Linked DNA regions of Mus musculus: region 1 is linked to region 2. The links are chromatin contacts, called in public promoter capture Hi-C maps. All regions are on one chromosome and are shown on one strand. The core of a region is the stretch at or near the end of the contact, and the rest is flanking DNA. Distances in the headings are between cores, read along the strand shown.

Region 1 (2,951 bases), core at 414-2,913, 290 kb after region 2:
TAATATCTTTTCTAATGCTGTATTAAAGTTCCATCTACACAGAGAGATTCCTTCACAGAACAGGACAGAGAAAGAATAAATCTGCTTTGAAACTCAGGGGAAGTGGGAAGTTACCCATGAAGTTCTTTGGTCTTGAAGCCAATTCACATTTCAACCAAGGCTGTGTGCCTTGCAAAGGGCTGGACATGGGTCATGGCTTTATAAGCATTGAAATGCTGCCTTGTGTCCCAGGAACCTGCCTGTCTAGAATTCATTCTATAGTCACACGAGCTGGTCCACTTCACATAAGTGAGTCGAGTGTTTTGATCCCATTTGTTCATGGATCCAGCCCACATTTGCAGAGTACTTTCTGGGTGTCAGCCCTATCCCCAACACCCCACCCAGGCCCCTCCAGCACATGCTAAAGGGGAGGGAGCACACATGGTTCAAAAAGGACGAAGTGGCCTTGCTATCAGGAAGTTTAACATTTAGAAGGTTTGCCAGTTGTTTGAAGGTAGAAACAAGACAACTTCTTTCCCTCTCCCCCTCTCTCTCTATTTCTCCCTCCCTCCTCTTCCTCCCCTCTCTCTGTCTCTTTCTTTAAAAATAAATAAATAAATCTCTGAGCAGGTGGTGCCTCGGGAGGCAAAAGCAGGCGGATCTCTGTGAATTGGATTCAAAGCCAGCTTGATGATCTACAGGAGTTCCAGGATAGCTAGGGCTACAACAGAACAACTAACCACCCAAACAAACAACTTTGCAACTTTTCTTTCTTTCCCGCTCCTTTGATACTTTTGCAAAGTACATTTGCTAGGGCCATGTCCATAACATGTAATAGAATCTTGCTCAGGTCTCACCCTGTGGCCCCGGCTAGCTCAGTACTCGCGATTATGCCCCTGCCTCAGCTTCTTGAGGGTTGGAATTACAGACTACGCCACCACCCCCGGGAGACTTCTCTTCCGATCGGGAATGACAGCTCCACTGGACGCTTGGAGGTCAAGAGAAAAAAAAAAAAAAAAAAAAAAAGAACGCGCGATCCGGTTAGTCGTCGGAAGGAAAAGTCTTCTAAATGCGCTAGCTATTAGCGCTGTGGTTCCGACTAGGACAAGCCAGGGGTTTCAGGAAGGTTCTGTCACTCTGTGTTCCTAAAATGTGGTTTCCTAGATGGAGCTGGAGAGGGATGGGCGAAGAGATGCGGCGTTTTCTCAGTGTTCTGCGAGCCAGGAAGGGGACGGAGGAGGAGGGAGAGCTGAGAGGCAGTCACTAGCCAGGGACGCGGCTGAGGAGCAGGGGACAACGGCGAGCTCGCAGAGTCCGCAACGCAGTGGCCTCAGCGAGCTTTAGACCTGAGGGGGAAAACCGAGGGCTGGGGCAAGAAATCCACAGAGCGTGCCAATTGGTCCACTCCTCGGGGCGTGTGCTTCTGTGCGCCAAATGATTGGTGAAGGGAAAGTAGCAGGTAAACCAGCCCTGCCGTCTTGCCATTGGTCAGAGGCTTTCCTATCGGTCACTCGATTGGCTAGCCTAACGCAGAGCAGAACGCGAATTGGTTTGGGTTGTCCGCCAAGACAACTCCGTTCGCTCTCTCTGATTGGCTAACGGGAAGAGGCAGGTATCCGGGCTGCGCGGCTCCTCCATTGGTGGGCGGGGAAGGGGGGTTGGGCACAGCGATTGGTGGGCGGGGGGCCGGGCCTGGGCCGGCGGGGAGCGGATTGGTCGGAAAGTAGGTTAGTGGTGCGACATTTAGGGAAGGCAGAAAGTAGGTCAGGGACGGAGGTGCCTGTTTACCCGCGCCGGACTTGCCGCCGCCGCCGCCGCGGGATCCGAGTGCGGGTGCGGGCGCGGGCGCTCGCAGCGAGCCACGGTGAGTGTCGGCATGGCTGCGGGCAGCAGCCGTCTCGGGGCGTCCCGTCGGGGGTCGCGAGTTCCCGGGCGGGCGCACCGCCCCCGCCCGCGGCGCAGCCGGGCCGCCGGGAGCCCTGCCCGACGTGCCCGCTGCCGGCCTTAAAGGGCCCGTGCGGCTCCCAGCCCCCACCTAGCCTCGGGGAGGCTGCGCCCCTTAAAGGCGCCGCTCCCGCGCACCCCCATCTTCCCCGCCTGGGCTGCACAGCGGGCGGGGGAGGACTGGGGGGACCCTGGGACGCTGTCAGCGGGTGCGCCCACCTTCCCCGCGCGGGCATCACCACCTGGCTCGGGAGGGGGCGGCCAGCGGCCTCTTAAAGAGACAGCAGTACCGGGTGGCAGCAATGACCCGAACCTGGGAAGAGCTCCGGGATACATCCCCGGGAGCTTCTGGATCCCCGAGGAGATGGCCGGGACGCGGGCAGAACGATGCTATGCGGCGCTTGCCTGGTCAACCCTTCTACACTTCTCCCTCGGGAGCCGGGTGGGGGCGGGGAGGGCGTCTCCGTCAAGTCGGGGAGTCCGTACTGGTACGTCCCTATGGCCTGTCTTGGGGCTGGCGCGGACCCCGGGAATCCCCTGGCTGGCTTGGACCAGGCCCACGGACAGCCGTCGGGCCTGCGCTGTCCGGTACCTGGGTGGTCCTGGAGGATGTGTCTTCCCCGTTGGGTCTGGGAGTAGGTACCCGATGGCGTGGGGACTGTGCCCTGTGCCCGGTAGGCGTCAGAGACCCAAGGAGTGCGCAGCAGAGGCTTCACTCCGATGCGGGTTTGACAGATAATCGGGGAAGAGGAAGGTTTCCACTGGAGATTACCCCAGTGTAGACAGCTTGGGGTGCTCGGGTTTGCAGGGAGAAGTCAAAGATAGAATTTTAGGCAGACTCGGGGCGCACATGGAAGCCATCCCCGGGGTCGCGTAGCGGGTTGTGTTCGGAAATGAGTGCGTTGGACACCGGTGTGTGTGTCTGTCAGAGTTGCGCTGGCCAAGCTGACATGATCGCCCCTTACCTGTTCGGGGTGCACCTTCTCCAGTCCTTTCCCTACATTTAGCCTAGTTTTGACCCTCTGACC
Region 2 (2,812 bases), core at 138-2,637:
CCTGGTCTACAAAGCTAGTTACAGGATAACTAGGGCTACATAGAGAAACCCTGTCTTGAAAAACAACAACAAAAGTTTTAATAACATAAATCAATAAAAAGCTGAAGATACTCTTGAGCTGAAATCATCAATTCCACCCAATAAGCCTGTGGATTAAATCCCTGGAAAATAAAAATTCAGGAGTTCCCTATCTGCTCCTCACGTGTGTAGCATAGAAATCAGAGAATCGGCCGGGCAGTGTTGGTACATCTTTAATCCCAGCACTTGGGAGACAAAGACAGGAGGATCTCTGAGTTTGAGGCCACCCTGGTCTGGACAGTTCCAGGACAGCCAGGGCTACACAGAGAAACCCTGTCTCGGAAAACCAAACAGACAAAAACCAAAAAAACCAAATCAGAATAAAAAAATGACTCATGAACTCTTGGAGAGGAAGAACAAGTTAGGAGAATGTATCAATTATTAGTTGATGTTCTTGCCATTTCAATCCATCTTTTCTCCCTGCTTTGCCATTTTTTAACAATGCCCTGAAAAATGGGCAAGTGCACACTTGGGCTTTGTGAGTGGAGAGTGCATGCTCTAATGGCAAGATGCAGGCACTCCCTCCCTTATACAGCACAAGTCCCAGCCTCTGATGGGGAAGGCATAGGATTCCCCCCATCTTTAGCTCCTTCATTGCTCTGTTCTTCTCTGTTCTCTTCAGTCTAGAGAAAGGAGATGCCTCTTTCACCATGAGAAGGCAGTGCCTATGAAAGACAGAAGAGGACATCAGATCTCCTGGGTCTGGAGTTACAGGGAGTTCTTGAGCCAACAGGAGTACTAGGACCAAACTAGGGTTCTTTGCAATCTACTCCCAACCTCTGAGTCATTTCTCCATCCTCATTAACTATTTATTGGCACAATGGACCATTATGCAAGTATAAAGGACATGCATATTTGAACCCCATATATTGTAACTATGAGGAAGAACTCCTTGCTGTGATCTTGTTTACTAATCAATTAATGTGTGCATTCATGCACTAATGTATATGAGCACACATATCCATACATGCACACAGTGGCCAGAAGTTGACACTGGGTGTCTTCCTTTGTTGTTTTCCACCTTATTTTTTGAGTCAGGGTCTTTCACTGACCCAGGAGCTCCCTGGCCAGCCAGCTCTGGGGAGCCTCCTCTTTCCACCTCCACCCCACAAAGCGCGGGGGTTAAAGATGGTGCCACCAATCCTGGCTTTTACAAAGATGCCTTTACCCACTGAGCCACCACCCAGCTCATGCTGTCTGTCTTTAAATCCAGCCTTTTAAAAGTGTAATTTGCTCTCATTAGAAGTAAACAATGAGTTTGGAAAATTGCACTCAGTTGCATAACTGTCACCACATAAAGTACAGCACATATGCACCACCTACACCTAGAGCTTCCCACTTCTCTTCAAGCCATCCCCTCCCCATGACAGCCAGGCTCAGGCAGGCAAGCACTAGTTTGTGCTCTGTTCTTCTACTTTTGGCTTTTCTGGGAGTTCACGTAATCGGTGGCATGCGGCATGCAGTCCTTTCTGTTCGCTTCCTTTCACTCCCAATAATGTGTTTCAGTGTCATCAATGATATTTCTAAAAGCAGTAAGTAGTTCATTGCCTTTTCATTGCCAACAGTAGTGTCCCAAAGCGCACATGCACCACTGTTGAATCCCAGCTGACAGGCATTTGAGTTGTTCCCAACTTTTGGGCTTTAGTGTATCCTGCTGCTGTGAGAAGTGTCTGTGCTGAGCCTTTTTGTGGACATGTCATTGAGTCATTGGCAATTGTGTCTTTGTAAGAGCTTGTCCCTTTATTTCTCCACACAACTGTGCCATTCCCCATGGCCTCCAGCCATGGATGCCGCCTTTGGAATTGGTAGTTGTCATTCTTCACCATTTAGCCTTCTGATAGGTACATAATAGCATCTCTTTGTGGTTTTAACTTGAACTTCCTGGATGACCTAGTGAGACCCAGTGCTCTCCATGTGCCCCTTAGCTACTCGTTTATCTTAGGAAGTGACCCCCTCGAATCTTTTCCTCATATTTATTTCTTTTAGTCATTGAGTCTTGGGAGGGTTTGATATAGTCTGGATACAAGCCTGTTTTTGCATAGATGCCTTGCCAATCTTTTCTCCTTCTCTGGCTTGCCTTGCAGTTTCTTAGCTTGACCATTTGAGGAGCAAAAGCCTTAAATCACAATAAAGCCTGTTTTATCTTTTTAAAAGATGTGATTCCTCTCCTCCTCCCCCTCCTCCTCCTCCTCCCCCCTCCTCCTCCCCCTCCTCCTCCTCCTCCCTCCTCCTCCTCCTCTCCCCTCTTCCACCTCCCTCCACCTCCTTCTTCTCCACTTTCCTCCTCCTCTTCCACTCCCCCCTCCTCCTCCTTCCTCCTCCTCTTCCTTTTTCTTCTTGAAACCTCATTTTAATCTACCCATGTGAATACATGGGAATTCATTCGACTTGTGGCCTGACTCTGTATCCACCATTTGTAAAATTGTTTATTAAGTTGAATAGCTTTTTGTAAAGAATTATAGGACCTTGTCATCTGCAAATTTAGACAGTTTGCCTCTCCCTTCACAATAAAAGTGTCTGTCTGCACCCCTTACTTTTAACACAGGATCTGACCCTGCTGACCTGGAACTCCTGTGCAGCCCAGCTCACTTGTTGCAATTCCCCTCTGCTCCTGGGATGCTGCACCTTCATGCCCACCTTCACTGGGGCTTTCTCCACTGAATTCCAACTAGCCTTATTTTGTAGCAGTGGCTTCTTTCTAAGGTGTTTTTGTCCTTAGCTGAGACGCTTCCTC

The links. Promoter capture Hi-C pulls out the DNA fragments that hold promoters and counts their contacts.
Region 1: a promoter capture Hi-C map of hippocampal neurons shows a contact between it and region 2, with 5 times the contacts expected there. The contact joins the promoter of Arntl here to the enhancer-like site in region 2. A contact is called at or near these places in 4 of 39 promoter capture datasets (the 3T3-L1 cell line, 3T3-L1-derived adipocytes, embryonic stem cells and 1 more), 2 of 484 Hi-C or Micro-C datasets (cerebral cortex and cortical neurons), 11 of 115 datasets of contacts at active chromatin or transcription factors (a beta-TC-6 cell line, cardiomyocytes, craniofacial prominence and 4 more) and 2 of 9 other capture datasets (adipose tissue and embryonic stem cells).

Annotation. Positions count from the first base shown.
Region 1 is chr7:113,205,802-113,208,752 of GRCm38.p6, forward strand. Arntl (aryl hydrocarbon receptor nuclear translocator-like) reads left to right here and starts at 1,664. Exons shown (of 20, transcript NM_007489.4): 1 at 1,664-1,843.
Region 2 is chr7:112,914,359-112,917,170 of GRCm38.p6, forward strand. No RefSeq gene overlaps it. Among named protein-coding and RNA genes, the nearest start is that of Rassf10, 38 kb to the right of the region's middle. Within about 2 kb of position 1,388, at least 10 of the 459 cell types and tissues checked have an H3K27ac peak or open chromatin away from gene starts, as enhancers often do. A contact at or near this core is called in forebrain and hippocampal neurons, where this site is marked.